3 separate regions of the Sus scrofa genome follow, and all the other regions are linked to region 2. The links are chromatin contacts, called in public HiChIP or PLAC-seq and promoter capture Hi-C maps. All regions are on one chromosome and are shown on one strand. The core of a region is the stretch at or near the end of the contact, and the rest is flanking DNA. Distances in the headings are between cores, read along the strand shown.

What was found. Promoter capture Hi-C pulls out the DNA fragments that hold promoters and counts their contacts. HiChIP or PLAC-seq counts read pairs in DNA pulled down with a chosen protein or histone mark.
Region 1: an H3K27ac HiChIP or PLAC-seq map of skeletal muscle shows a contact between it and region 2, with 4 times the contacts expected there. The contact joins the promoter of TXNDC16 here to the promoter of ATP5S in region 2. A contact is called at or near these places in 1 of 47 Hi-C or Micro-C datasets (heart right ventricle) and 1 of 2 datasets of contacts at active chromatin or transcription factors (skeletal muscle).
Region 3: a contact with region 2 is called in a promoter capture Hi-C map of liver, with 12 times the contacts expected there. The contact joins the promoter of PSMC6 here to the promoter of ATP5S in region 2. A contact is called at or near these places in 1 of 5 promoter capture datasets (liver) and 1 of 47 Hi-C or Micro-C datasets (liver).

The regions. Positions count from the first base shown.
Region 1 is chr1:182,200,055-182,205,023 of Sscrofa11.1, reverse strand. TXNDC16 (thioredoxin domain-containing protein 16) reads left to right here and starts at 1,976. Exons shown (of 21, transcript XM_021102004.1): 1 at 1,976-2,354. It overlaps GPR137C (integral membrane protein GPR137C), which reads right to left and starts at 1,839. Exons shown (of 7, transcript XM_005659957.3): 1 at 1,091-1,839. The coding sequence starts at 1,516.
Region 2 is chr1:180,067,780-180,072,463 of Sscrofa11.1, reverse strand. ATP5S (ATP synthase subunit s, mitochondrial) reads right to left here and starts at 3,307. Exons shown (of 5, transcript XM_013993389.2): 1 at 3,157-3,307. The coding sequence starts at 3,292. It overlaps L2HGDH (L-2-hydroxyglutarate dehydrogenase, mitochondrial), which reads left to right and starts at 3,296. Exons shown (of 10, transcript XM_001926818.5): 1 at 3,296-3,538. The coding sequence starts at 3,399.
Region 3 is chr1:182,326,406-182,331,251 of Sscrofa11.1, reverse strand. It overlaps PSMC6 (26S protease regulatory subunit 10B), which reads right to left and starts at 2,182. Exons shown (of 14, transcript XM_001928747.5): 1 at 1,958-2,182; 2 at 848-927; 3 at 713-752; 4 at 414-466. The coding sequence starts at 2,084.

The DNA of each region.
Region 1 (4,969 bases), core at 727-3,226, 2.1 Mb before region 2:
TTAGCTGCAGAGACCAATATTGTTCTATATTAGTCAGTATTAAGCATATGATGTCATCTTGTTTCCTCCCCGCCTCAAGCTTTTTTTTTTTTTTTCCAGAGGGGAGGGGAGGGGGGATTTTTTTTTTTTTTTTTTTTTTGCAATTCTCAAAATTCCTTAGCTTAAATACCACTAGCTGGCACACATGATTGACAACCTTACACTCTCAAACCTGTTTGAAATGGGTCAAATACCTAAGTGCTGCAGAACAATGCAATCCAACCAGCAATTCCTCAAGAAAGAGAAAGGGGGTGTGATTAGGTTCCAGCTATTAAGCAACTTATTGCAAAAACAGTTTGGTGGTTTGTTTCTGTAACAGGCGCAGGCTAAGCTAATATTTTATCTCTTAATTAGCTTAAACAAACAAACAAACAAAACCCAGGCTGCAAAAAGATAAGATAAATACCCAAAGCATGAAGCGACTGGGGCAAACACTGGGATTTTTTTACGGAGGTCTTTATACTGACCCTCCGCTTTGGTTATTGATAATTAACCCCGCCGGGGAACCAACGAAAGGAATCTGTGTGAGGCTTATCGAGCCACGGGAAAGGAGAGGCAGGAGGGAATATAAGCTTCTAATAAAAGAAACGCAGCAACAATAGCAGAGGAACAGCTCTGCCTGGTGACGTAATGGCTGGCAGCAGTCCAGCTTCAGCAGAGCTGCTGCTACCTCAGCATCCAACCTCTCTCAACACAGTCCAGCTTCGGCAGAGCTACCGGGGCTGCTACTTCTTGCGATGCCACTTTGTTGGTACCACCGATACCTTCCCTTACAGGGCCAGGACGCCGAACAAAGGCTGGTCCTGCTCTCTTAAGTTGTCGGAACACACTCTCACTCACTCATCCCCCTCCAAGCCCTTCAGTCGCCGAGCCGATCGGCGGCTCAAGTTTAGGGCGAGAAGCCTGGCACACAATCCGGGCGTACCTCAGTCTCCCCGGGCGACTCTCGGTCCGCACCTCCCTACCCCAGCCCCCACCGGTCCCTAGCCCAAGTTGAAAGCTGCGGCCCCGTTCTCCCGCCCGGCCCAGCGTGCCGGTCCTCCCGCCTTACCTCCGCCAGGTAGAGGTTGAGGAGACAGAGCGTGGAGAACTGGAGACAGGAGGGGAAGCAGTAGAGCAGCCAGTGGGGGAAGAAGTGCAGGTGAGCGGGCGGCCGGAGCAGGGGCAGGGAGCCGCTGAGCGAGAAGGCGGCGGAGAAAAGGGTGGTCCTGAGCGCTGCCCACAGGAGACAGAGAAAGAGGCAGAGGCTCTGGTAACTCAGGCGCCGCTCGCGATACAGGAGCAGCCGCCACAGCTGCAGGTAGGCAAAGGCGAAGAGAGCGGCGTAGAGCAGGGCGTGCAGGATGCTCAGCGCCAACTGTACCGAGCCCGGCACCGCGGCGCCTGAGGCAGCAGCGACGGCGCCTCCGCCTCCGCCGCTCCCGCCGGGCGTCGAGGGCTCGCGGCTGGCCGCCGGACCCGGCACGGACACCCTCATGAGGGGGTTGTGGGGCGGGCGAGGGAGCGCGGGAAGGAAGGGGCCGGACTCGGAGCCGCCGTCGAGGGGAAGAAGGATGACTCCCTGACCCCCCACCCACCCCAACCTCCAACCCCAGGAAGCGCCGTGACAGGACCTGGAGCCCCGCGGAGAGCAGCCGCGGCTCCCCGGACCCCGCCTCCTCTCCCCGCCCCACCCCCCCGGGGGTCTCTGCTCCTCCTGCAGCGGCTCCGCTCGGTAGCTGCAAAAAACAACTCTCGGCTGGAGACAATCAGCTGAGAAACCCGAGCATTTGAGGCGCTCGCTCCGCACCGTGGGCTCGCGCGGATTGGCCCAGGTGGGCACGCCCCCTGCGCGCCGCACTCGGAAGACTACAGGCGGCAGGACCCGTCGCTCCAGGGTCTCACGATCTGATTGGACGCTTCCTTTCTCCGCTTTCTCCCTCCTCTTCACTTCCCACCCACACTGTCGATTGGCCCAGCAACTGCGCTGCCCGCTCGCGCCGGCGGGCGGACTAGGTTGTGGCCTGTCACTGGGGCTTCTCTCACTCCTCCCCCTGCGCTTCCCTTTGGCTGGAGAGGCCTCACGTAAGGCCCACGAGGAGAGGGAGGAGCTTCGCGGCTTGTTTTTTCCCTGCCGGCTGATACAGCCGAGCTGTGGTGGCTGCAGGCGTGGAGGGCGGGAGCGCTGCAAACTCGCAGGTGTGGGGAGCGGTTCGGTGCAGCGAAGCAAGCGGGGCATGACCCCGCCTTCTGCTTCTTCTCTTTCAAGTGGCGGGAACTGTCGGCCAGCCGTCCGGGTCCCAGCCCGCAGGTCTTGTCCTCCGGTCTCCGAGTAGGTAGGTGGCAGCGCCGCTCCTACAGGCGACGGGCTGTGGTTTCTGCCTGCAGAGATTCAGCCCTGGTGGCTCTTCCCCGGCAGGGGCCGCACCGGCTAACTCTGGAGTTTGGCTTAAAAGGGGCCTCACCTAGATCCTTCTTTAGAGACGTTTTTGTTTCTTCTCCCCCCCGCCCCCCGGGGGCGTGAGCGGCAGTTAAAACGTGAGCCCTTCGTGGGGAGGGGGCAAGGGATGAGGCGAAGGCTGAACAGAAGCGCTAAAAGACCCTTTCATCCCTCGGGAAATGTCCCAGAAAAAAGAGTGATACTAGGATGAGATGGATATGGACGCGATCTCCGAGTAGGGGAAGGTGGGTCTTTGAAACTTCGAATTTGAAAAGATGCTGTAGGCATAAGTTCAGTCAACCAGGCAGAAACAGAATTATAAGCCTTTGATGAATGTCTGGAGAGGAAAAAGAATAGTCTGTGCTTCTTAAATTCCCCATGTATTCCTTCAAGCCTTGGTCTGGTATGGGGTGGATGGCTGCGCTATTTTTAGGGCTCAGAGAGATACAAAACAAATGCTGTATGTCACATGCTGCTGAAAATTAGTGAAAATAAATAGATCTAAATAGATCTTCCACGTATATTGAACTAATATTTATTGACTTTTTTTGGGAAGGTGTTTGGTAAGGAAAAGAGCAAAGTAGTGCAAAGCGATGAGAGAATAATTTGTGTTCCCCTTAGAATGGGTGGCACATCCAAATTAAGTATCCCCGTGAAAGACTGTTAGATTTGCTGGTGCAGCCAAGACTCAGCCTTTCCTAACTCACTATTCTAAGGAGAGTGTTGGTACCTTCTTTCCTAGCTACCTGATCCACGGGGGACTTAAAAGTTTCTCGTGTTCCAGGTTCTGGGACAGAAGTTCACTCAGGCACCAGATGCTGCTCTGTTCTGGGTTCTGTGTAGGTGTGCTGACAAACTGTGATATACATTTAGGCGCTATTATCTGAAATCCCTCTGATAAACATTCAGCTGAGCAGGTTGTGTGGTGCAGGCTAAGGGTACAGCTTGGCTGTAAGAGGTTAACAGGCCTAATCCAACATCAAGGCTGTAAAGAAGGATCTCAGATTTATTGGAATTTAAGACATTTGCCTCATGGATTCTTAGAGAATGTGGTTAGAGCAGTACATAGTTCAGTTTGAAAGGGGCCGGAGTACCATTGGCCCCAGTGAGTTAACTGATTGCAGTTATGTACTTTAGCGGATATATTGAGCATGAACTGAGAGTTATATTCTTTTAGGCACTTGTCAAAATCAGGAAAGCATCGTATTCTCTGGCATGGTGTATTTTTTTTTAATCTTCCATAATCGGTGAATTAGTTCCTGAGTAGGTTTGCACCATGAAGAGTTTTTTCTTTTTTTCCTATATTCTCTACTCAAAGGGAGAGTAAACGACATCTGGATGGTACCTATACTAGGTACTAGTTTCAGATCTTTGCTAAAAAACCTTTGAAACTTTTTATTCCTGAGTCATAGCAAATCCAGATAGTTGCTTTTTTTCTCCTTTTGTGGGGGGCATTGTATGGGGGTGCAAATAGAAGATTTTGCCACAATCACCCTGAGAGAACTCAAATGGAGAGATATTAACTCCTTTTATTGCCTCCTTTGGGGCTTAAATGATAAGCTATGATGAGATCTAATTAACATTTTATTTGAGGCTGGTTCAGTGAGCAGGTTCTGTTCTCCAAAAGCAGCATTAAATTGTAAGTAAGCTAATTTTTGACAGAATGTTCTTTTAGGAACTTTGTAAACATTATATGCCCCATTTGTTGCAGAATATGAAATGTATCTTTTCCCAGAAAATGATGCCTACAGATCTTGGTGTAATTTGTTTAATGTTTACAGTTGTTAATTTTCTTTCTTGAGATAGGAAACCATTTGTTTTATGTTTAATCATAAGGGAAATTTAGGCCTTTAAAAGACAACTTAACCAAAGGTCTTCTAGAAAAGCTTGTTCCTACATAATCTAAAATCTGAAATGTGTCCAAATGCACAGTGGTTGAATATTGTTGTTCTGGTAGGGCAGATTACTCGAGCACAATGGTCTTTCCAACATTTAAAAGAAGAACTGGGAGTTCCCATTGTGGCACAGTGGTAACGAACCCAAGTAGTATCCATGAGGACATAGGTTCCATATCTGGCCCCCCCTTAGTGGGTTAAGGATCCGTCGTTGCGTAGGCTGTGTTGTAGGCTGACAGCTGCAGCGCTGATTAGACCCCTAGCCTGGGAACTTCCATATGCCATGAGTGTGGCCCTAAAAAGACCAAAAAAAAGGAGCTGTTTGCCAGTTGTTGTTATACATGGGACCTAATCCCAAAATGGAATTGCTCTACCTGAAGAGGACTGCCAGCTGCTCCACATGCACAGAAAGGCACATTCTTGATCCTCGCACTGGCAGGATGATCAGTGGTTTTTTCTAAGTACTTCCTCCTTGTTGCTCTTGGGGGCTGAGCAGAACTAACTTTTCTTGTCCTTAGCATTGCCTTTTATTTACAACTTTTAGCCCTTTTTGTACTTTAGCCTCATTCATTCATTCTTGGAGTGCTTCTTCTCCTCCTGTCCTTAGTTAAATGTT
Region 2 (4,684 bases), core at 2,058-4,557:
TCAGAGACCAGATATGGTCTCTAAAAAATTTGATATTATATTTAAATATGAAGATTAAGTTTTTACTTGGAAATAACTGAAAAAAACTAAATGGTAGGTTTTTGCTTCTCAACTGTGTCTCTGTTAAGTGATACCAGGAATTTCAGATGAATTCAAGCAGCTGCCTCTGGGAATGCTTTGTACCCGGAAAGAGGAGACCTCTGGTGGTGAGTTGGTGAATTTTGCTCTAATGAATCAAAAGACGCCAGTTAAAAGCAAGTTAAAAAATAACCACTAAAATTAAACTGCTGTGATAAATAATTCAGGAATTAAAATTATTTTAAAAAGTTTTATTACTATCATAACACAGCTTAGAGCCATAAGTTTGTAACATATGTTCCTAAAAGATGCTATTATGTTTATGACTGAGAGAAGGCCAGACCTCTAATCTATGACTCAAAATAGGTTATGTACAAAGTGTTTCTGAGTATGTTTGAGAGTCCCCCATTTGCATAAAACCAAAATCTTTTTTTAAAGTGGAGGTTCTTTTTTTTTTTTTTTTAACATATTAAATGTAATTAGTTGGGCTATTTTAGTGGTGAAAAGGTGGAACTGGTCAATTTGTTCTTGACCGCAGTAAAAGTGTGGCAAGAGGGGTGGGGTAGTATCAGAATTGGGGAGTTCCCCCCCGAAAATTATAACTCCACTTCACTGCAAATTATCTATTGTTGATGCCAATTCTTATTCCTAAAGTGTGTAGAATCTACTAAAATAGAACAACAGAGCAATTCATTAGGAGTTAGAAGCAAAAGTCCCCAAAGCAACTCCTAGGCCAATCTTGCTTGACACTCATTGAACTAACTTCTTGTTGGTTCTGACCTACATGGAAGGTGAGCATGAATTCTTACTGAGAAGAGTGTTGACTGGGATACAAATGTCTCTAGCCAAAGACATTACAGGGTGAATGAATATAAGGTGAGCTTGTGATTTGAGTTATCTAAATAAAACAAATTAATGTACAGTCAAACCTAGGGGAGAGGTAAGCAGAGAAAATTTTATAAAAAGAACATACGTATTTTGAATTATTTCACTTTGCTAATCTATGAAGCACATGCTAAAAATCACAGAGTAATAAAGTCACTACTGTGGGGTGACCCATGAAAGCCTGACCACAGACCCTCAAATTGTATACTTCAAAATCAACTACATCCTGTGCAATGGTTAAAATTAAAAATAGTGAAAGTACTGAAAGCTGGTGACACTGAGGAGAAACTGGATTACTCAATATTGCTGCTGGAAATGTAAAATGGTACAGCCGCTTTGGAAAAGTTTGGCAGTTTCTCACAAAACTAAACATGTGCTCATCATATGACCCAGTAATTAGACTCTTGGGCATTTATCCCAGAGATACAAAAAACAGGCTCACAGAAAAAGCTGTACACTAATTTTCACAGCAGCTTTATTCGAAATAGCTAAAAACTAGAAAGAGCTCACATGTGGTGAGCTTCAATGGGTGAACTGAAAAAGAGCTTCAATGGGTGAATGGTTAAACATGCTGTGTTATGTCCATACCATGAACTACTACTCAGTAATAAAGAATAAACTATCAATACATGCAACAATTTGGATGGAACTCAAGGGATTACACCGAGTGAAAAAGCCAATTCCAGAAAATTACATACTATATAATTCCATTTATTATAACATTCCTGACATAACAAAACTTTAGAGGGAGAAGAGAAAGGGGAAGAGGGTGTCCCGCCAGCAGAGGGATCCTGGTGGTGATGGCACTGTGCTACAGCTTGACTTGTGGATACAAGAATCTACATACATATGCCATAGAAGTATTCAGAACTACATACATACATGTAAAACGAGGGGTACCTGAATAAGATCCATGGCCTGTGTCGATGTCATTTTCCTGGTTGTGATATTGTATGATCATTTTAGAAGATGTTATCACTTGACTGTTTCTTACAACTACATGGGAATCTACAATTAGCTCAAAATGAAAAATCGAACTAAAAACTATTTCTTTTTTTTTCATTTGTGATGAACGAGCAGGTAACATTCCACAATGTCTTCACAAATAAAGAAAATATGTACAACTGTCCAGGTGATAAAACCATTTAAACATAACAAAAGCCATCATTTTATTGAACACTTTTCTGTGCTAAACATCTGATAAGCCTTATATCATATAATCTGCAAAAAAAGCCCTATGAGGGAGAACTCCTAGTTCACAGAGGAGGTTCTGAGGCGAAGAGGTGAAATGACTTCCCCAAGCTACCTGATTAATAAGTGGAGCCAAATTCAGAGAGGTATCAAGCCCTTCCAGCAATAAGGCTACATCATTCTATTTTCGTTCCCTTCAGCTGTCCTGACCCTAAAGATTAAAAACTTCCATCAAGCATAGGGAGCATAGCGATAAACAGGCATAGCGATACAGAATCACGTAGTTTTACAAAGGTCTTTCAAAGATCACATAGTCCACTTCCTTCATTTTACAGATAAACAGATCTGAAGTGACCTGCACAGGTGAGTCGCTATTCTTAGCCCCGCACAGCATATTTAAAACTGTATCTCGGTCCAGGATTTAAGAAAAGGAAACAGATTGCTAAATAATTATAGAGACCAAGCCCTCTGGTTCACCAAGCCTCTTAATATTTAAAGGACCAATAAATGACTGAAAGAATGACGCGCTAGGAGGCCCATATATAGAAGTCCAGGAAACTGCAGGCTAACAGGCGTTGCCATGACAGACCCTCGGTTCGAATGAAGCTAGGGCGGGGCAGCGAGCGCCCCTACGTGGGTGGGAGACTGCGGTGCCCAGCAAAGGGCCTTGAGTGACGTGGAGAGGGGTTGAGAGGGGGTGGGGCCTCCGGTGCGGGGCGGGGCCTTGAGTGACGCGGGGCTGGGCTTCGAGAGTCGCAGACAGAGGGAGGTTGAGAAGGCGGGGCCTAGAAAAGGGAGGTTGTTGGGCCTGCCCAAACCAAAATTTTTTCCATAATCATCCCCCGACTTTCTCTCGCGGCCCCGAGTCCACTCGGCAGCGAAGTCGAGGACGCGAGAGTCGGCACGCCAGATTTTCAGTCTGCCCAGCTAGGGCAGAAGGGAAAAGGCAGAGCGTAACCACCCCCTAGTCCCGCCCCGCTCGGGGACTAGCTCCTTACTCACAGCGTCGAAGGGAGGGAGGGAGCGAGTGAGCGTCCCTGGCGTCTACGGTAGCGCCGGCCTGCCCTTCGCCCTTTGCCGCGCGCGCCCATTGGCCATTAATGGCGGCTCCCACGTGAGGCAAAGGCGCGCCTCTCATTGGCCCCTGCGCAAGAGGCGGGGCTAGACAGCACTGGGACTTGGGCAGTGCTGGGATCCAGGGCCGCTTCTGGGGCTTGAGGCAGGGTAGGAGTGGGGCACCGGTGATGGTGCCGGCGCTGCGTTACCTGGGCAGCGTCTACGGACGTGCCCGCGGGGCTTTCTCCGGAGGCTTCCTCGCTGCTGGCGCGCCCGCGCCAGGGAACCTCTGGCTGTTGTGCCAAGGTGGCCGCAGAGCCAGCACCAGGTGAGTAGCCGCTGGCCCGCCCCCGCCGCTTGCGCTGCTTCTCTCAGAAGTGCCTGGTGCTGGACCTCTGCCCTTGCTCTGTTTCCCTGTCCTAGGCGCGAGAGAAGGTCGAGATCTTGTGCAGCCCGGGCTCCAACCTCTGATCCCAGGAGCTACCTGCTGGAATCGTTCGTAGTGTCTGTGAGGAAAAGAGTAAGAAAGGCAGTGTTGAGTAGAGGTCAAGAATACTTGAGGCTTTGAATACAAATCCACCACCTCCTAGTCCACTCTGGGAGGGTTACTTAAGCTCCTTAAAGGCTCAGCTGTGAATAGGATCCTAGTCTATTGCGTAGGTGGTCGTTTGCGGGATTAAAGGACCTAGCACACTGTAAACAATCAAATAGGCTGTTTATTCGCTGGCCTCCATGGTTTTACTTGGAAGGTCTGAAACCGGTCTTAAATCAGTTCTTGGCACACACATGCTGCATAGAGTTGCCCCTGTGAGAAGCAGCTCAGTTAGTTGCTAGGCAAACCCTGCAGAATTCAGCATCCTGTGATTCGAAGTTTGGAGACTTTCTCTGCTATCTGTAGAGGGAATGGTTTATGCGAAGGTTTCAAAGCTGGAAAGTTCTTGGTTGTTGAGAGAACTAGAATGTGAGCAAGATCAGTGTGACTGGAGCTTAGAGGAACAGAGACCGTGTGGAGAGGGGCTGCACCACAGCAGGGTTTTTGTGTTAACTATGTATGAAACCTTGTTCTAAGACCGCTAGGAGTCTTTTAGAGGATTTCTAAGAAGTGATTAAATGTTGATGTTTCAAAAGTTGACTCTGGCTGCTATGTATTAGTAGATTGGAGAGGGGTTAGAGTGGAATAGGATTTAGTGATTCATCGTGTGGGTATGTAGACAGTTCTTTTAGGAACTTTTTCTTAAGAGAAGAAAAGTAAGGTGAGTGAAGTTTCATTTATACTTTTTATTTTGAGGTAATTAAAGATCCATAGGAAGTTTAAAAAGAGCAGAGAGTACTCATGTAGCCTTTTTCACCCAATTTACCCCAATAATAACATCTTACATAACTGTAATACAGTATCAAAACTAGGAAATTGACGTTGGTACAATCCATAGACCTTGTTCAGATTTCATCATTTAAATGCACTCATTTGTGTATT
Region 3 (4,846 bases), core at 933-3,432, 2.3 Mb before region 2:
TGTAGGTAGCAGACACAGCTGGGATCTGGCGTTGCTGTGGCTGTGTGTAGGCCAGTGGCTACAGATCTGATTTGACCCCTAACCTGGGAACCTCCATATGCCATGGGTGTGGCTCTAAAAAAAGACCAAAAAAAAAAAAAAAGAAAGAGAGAAACAATCTGAGGTATTTTTTCAGTTCTAAAATTCTTTGATTTCTTAGTGTGTAGAACTTAGTGAGGCAATGCAATTCAGTAGAAAGTAGAAACTACCAGGAGTCAAATCCATAGTTCAGGCTTTGCTAACAATTACATATGTCTAAACAAGTTACCTTTGGGAGTTATGAGCATAATGCCTGACTTGCTTACCTTAAGAATTAAATAACTTAGAGGAAAGTGCTTTGTCAGTTATAAAGCACTATACAAATAAATTGTTACCTGTCGACGACAACCCACAACATATCTTGGTCCATTTGTAGCTTTAACAATGACTAGAGAAAGAAAATTAAAAAACAAATTGAAAACTACAAAGTAAAAAAAATGAATATACCTACACTGATGGAAGGTTGAGTTTTATCTCTGTTCGCCAAAGGACAATAATTGAAAGAAAATTTAGTCTATGCAAGAATGTTATCTACCTCATTACAGTTATAAAAATAATAAGCATTTCAAAAGATGGTGGTGGGAGGAGAGTCTACTCTTTTTTTCTTTACCAATTAACAATCTAATACACTTACATTTTTCTTCAGTTAATTGCTTAAGTACTTCACCCACAATCTAAAAAGAAAAAAAAAAAAGCATTACTTTTTGCCAAGAACTAAAAAAGCAAAGCAAATTACCATCACCCTCTCATCCCAAGCTCCATTACCTACCTGTCCGACACTTTGTAGGGCCTTCAGATCATTTTCAGACTTTTCATACTGCTTGGTAAGTTCTTTTAATTGTTCCCTTACTGAAATAATATAATTTGAATATTTTAAATTAAATAATCCTAGCCAGTGTGTTTGTCACTAGGTCTCACTTTACTTAAATTCAAGTCTATTTCACTTTACATATATTTCATATCCACTCTATCGAACCACACACACACACACACACACGCACAATACCGTTTGCAGATGACATGTTTAAAAACGAAATGTTGCAGAGAAATTACCACATTTTTCTTTTCTTGGTCGTAAATACTTACTTTGAGCACATTTTAGGTTACACTTTTAACAGATATTGACATTCTGACACTTTCAATTTGAGATCACAAATTCGAATGATAAAAGAGTTAGAGCCTTCCTCACTTCTCCACTTACCCACACGGATTGTTACTCTCTGGTTTTCTAACCCATATGAAGTCCACAGGTGCGGCGCTCCACAAAATTATATGGTTATGGTCTTCCCCCATTTAATTAAATCACTCAGGCTTTTCACTGACGGTACACTAAGAAAAAATCCTAACAATCTTTTCAGTTCAGGAAGAAAGGGAACTTTGTGTACCATGTAGAGTACTACTCAAAACACGACGAAAGAAGAGGAGGGCTATTATTGACCGATGGATCCCTTCTCTCTAAAGCTCTGTGTTGGGCTTTCCACTCCGCTAACGAGCCAACTTCCCGAGTTTCATCTCTTGCTTTGGTTTGCTTAACTCTTTTCCCCGCTCCGGGTCCCAGGACTCCAACAACACTGCACTCCTTACCTCAAACTGGGAAACATCCCTGACCCACTTCTTCCCCACTCCTCCTCTGGTCATCTACACTTCCATCTCAGAACTGGGGGTGTTCTCTCTGTCACCTGGACCAGTCTGGGCCATTTCTACGCCCGAAGAGGCTCCGCTTTTCAAGCACAGGGAGGGATGACAAAGCGCCTTGTCCCCAGACCGAGGCCTTCTCATTCCCGGTGCTCGGCTGCCGAGCTCGGCCAAAGGCCTCTGCTTTGTCATAGACAGAAGCGAGTTCAGACACGAGATTATATGGAAAGAAAGGTGCACTCACACTCCTTGAGACGGCCATCGATCTCCTTGTGCTCCAGCAGCTTCTTGCGGTAGTCCTGAAGCGCCTTATCTCTAGGGTCCGCCATGATGAGAAGCCGTCGCTCATAGGGGATGTCGGGAATGGCCATGGCCGCCTGGGCGGGGGAAGGGGCGGGGCGAGGGAGAACAGCCTCCCTGGAAGGGCGGGTTTGCGGGCGACCCCGCCCCTTCCGGTTGGCCCGCCTCTGCACTCCTCTTCCGGAACTTCTATGCCTCCTTCACTAGGGCTCCGCAGTGAGTTAAAGGAGGCCTCCGGCCACACTGTCCCCTGCTGGTCCGCTTGGGTAAAGCAAGGCCCTGATCTGGTGTATCTGAGAAGCCTTGATATGCTTGAGTCACTGCCCTCTTGGAACCACAAAAGGCTGTAGTAAACTGAGATGGAAGTGAAATAGAGAATATACATATCTCTCTAATATATATAGCTCTACTGGCTTCTCAGTAAAACAAGGATAGCTTCTTGGTAAAGAACAATAATATCCAGGTGAAGTAAGAGGTAGATGGGCCCCTGGGCTGAGAACAGCTGGGACTTCTTAGGTCAAGCAAATTGGGCCTTGTTTCTTTTTGGCACTTCAAGGAAAAAGTTAATTGCAGGAGCAGAGCTCTACTGGAGTAGAAAGATAAGATGACCACTTTAATCACTCCTGGGGTAAAGAAGACCTCCCCAATTACACATGCACAGTAAGATTCCTAGGGGGTCAGAAAAGGAGGAGGCACCAGGCCATAATAAGTCCTGATACCTGCTTAGCACACTTTGCTTTGGAATCCATCTTTACCAAAAGGTACGCACATATACTGGGAAGGGTCCTGTGTCCAGTCAGGTGTGAGAAATAAATAAGATAATTAGCCAAAGGTAAAGAAAGATCCAGAAGAATTGTGCTATATAAGTGATTTAAATCACCTCTCTGGTGTGCCCCTCACTCAGGGGACGCCTGCACCCGCACTCCTCTTTGGGGTGTGTATTACTTCTCTGCTTCTGACTTAAACTGCTTCTTTGTGTGCTTTCCCATATGTTGTACTGTGACTCTAACAATAAACTTTATACCTATTTTCACAGTCTTTGCCTCCCTGAAATGTTCTTGCTTTCAACAAGGGGCAAAAGTTAGGGCAATTCTACTTTTCACCTCTAGCTAGTCTAGTGGCTAGGATTCCTGGTTTTTTATCCAGGCTGCCCAGGTTCAATTCCTGAGCAGAAAAATAAGATCTCTCTCCAAGCCAACACTCATTGCTGTCTCTCCAAAATCACAGGATTTCAGGATACAGAAGGAGTAGGGTATTCATTTATTTACTCAGTGAATGAGGCATTACTAAGGGTTTGATCTGGTGAGGAGATAAAAAATAATAATTTCAAAGTGTAATAAATACTGTATTATAATGAAAAGAAACCATGGTGGAGGAAAATGAGAGAAAGATAGAACTACTTTAGGACAGATATCTGCAAGAAGGGGCCAGCCAAGCAACAAACTGTAGAAAAAAACCTTTCAAACAGAAGAAACAGCAGCTACAAAGACCTTAAAGTGAAAAAGAGATTTACTCATTTCTTGGAACAGGAAGGAGACCAACAAAACCAGAAAGGGGCGGGTCGTAGAAATGAGGGGCTCAAGAGGCTGAAGTAAGCTAAGAAACTTGAAGTTAGATAGAACTGTTTTTAAGATTCCTGTGCTGGAGTTCCCGCTATGGCCACAAGATAGACAATGTCTCTGGAGCACTAGGTTGCATGTTTGATCCCCAGGTTGGGTTAAAGATCCAGCATTGCTGCAGCTGTTCCGTAGGTCCCAACTGATCAGGGCCCAGGAACTCCATATGCCACGGGGTAGCCAAAAAAAAAGAAGATTTCTGTGCTTTCTTTTTTGGGTGGGGGTGGGGAGGGAGAAGTTGGCTGCTGTGTTTTTTGACTTGACAAGGGATCTCAGTTCCCATACCAAGGATTGAACCCAGATTAGAGCCATGAAAGCACTGAATCCTAACCACCATGAGACCACCAGAGAACTCCAAGATTTCTGTGCTATTGGACAATTTACTTAATCTCTTAAAAATCTCTGTAAAATTTATACCTATCTCATAGGGATGTCATGAGTATTAAATAAGAGAGTGTTCCTGTAAACTGTTAACATGGCATCTGGCACATGGTAAGTATTCAGTAGTGTTATATTAAATTATTTATTTTAAGGGTAATAATGACCTCAACTTTTGTGGTACATGTCCACATTGCTGTACCTCTTCCCATTACATCTGGGGAGAATTTATTGTTGTTCCAACAGAATCAGTCACATTCCCCAGACAGACTCCTTTTGATCTTATCCAGTGACCTGGATGTTTGAGTTTAAATAGGTGTATCCTATGTATACATACGAAGTGCAAAATTAAGTGAATTAAATCACCAAAAATGTATTAGGAAATTTAAAATATTAGGAAATAGGAAAGATGACTTCAAATGTATTAGGAAAAAAATCTTACAGATATTGTGTGAATATTCTGTTCTTTCCAGGTATAGTTGGGAATTGTGGTTAGATGATAACAAGGAAGGTGGTTTGAGGGAGATTAGTCCCTTCTCCCACTGAGCTGCAACTTTTCCAGTCAAACTAGTCCTTCCATACCAAAATATATCACCTCTGACATCAAGAAGTAAAGAAGTGAGGATGAGGCAGAGGAAAAAAAAAAAAAAAGCTCAGTTTGGTTCAATAAGTATTTATAAGCACATACTAGTGGGTTACTTCAACATAACACACCAATATTTTAAACTCCCTTGAGCCCTGTTTTTCTCTCACCCATCTGGCAAAATTCCAACCTCAGTTGCACCTTCTGTCTATTTTGCCTGCAACAGAACAGCCCTATTCCTTTTTTATATGCACCT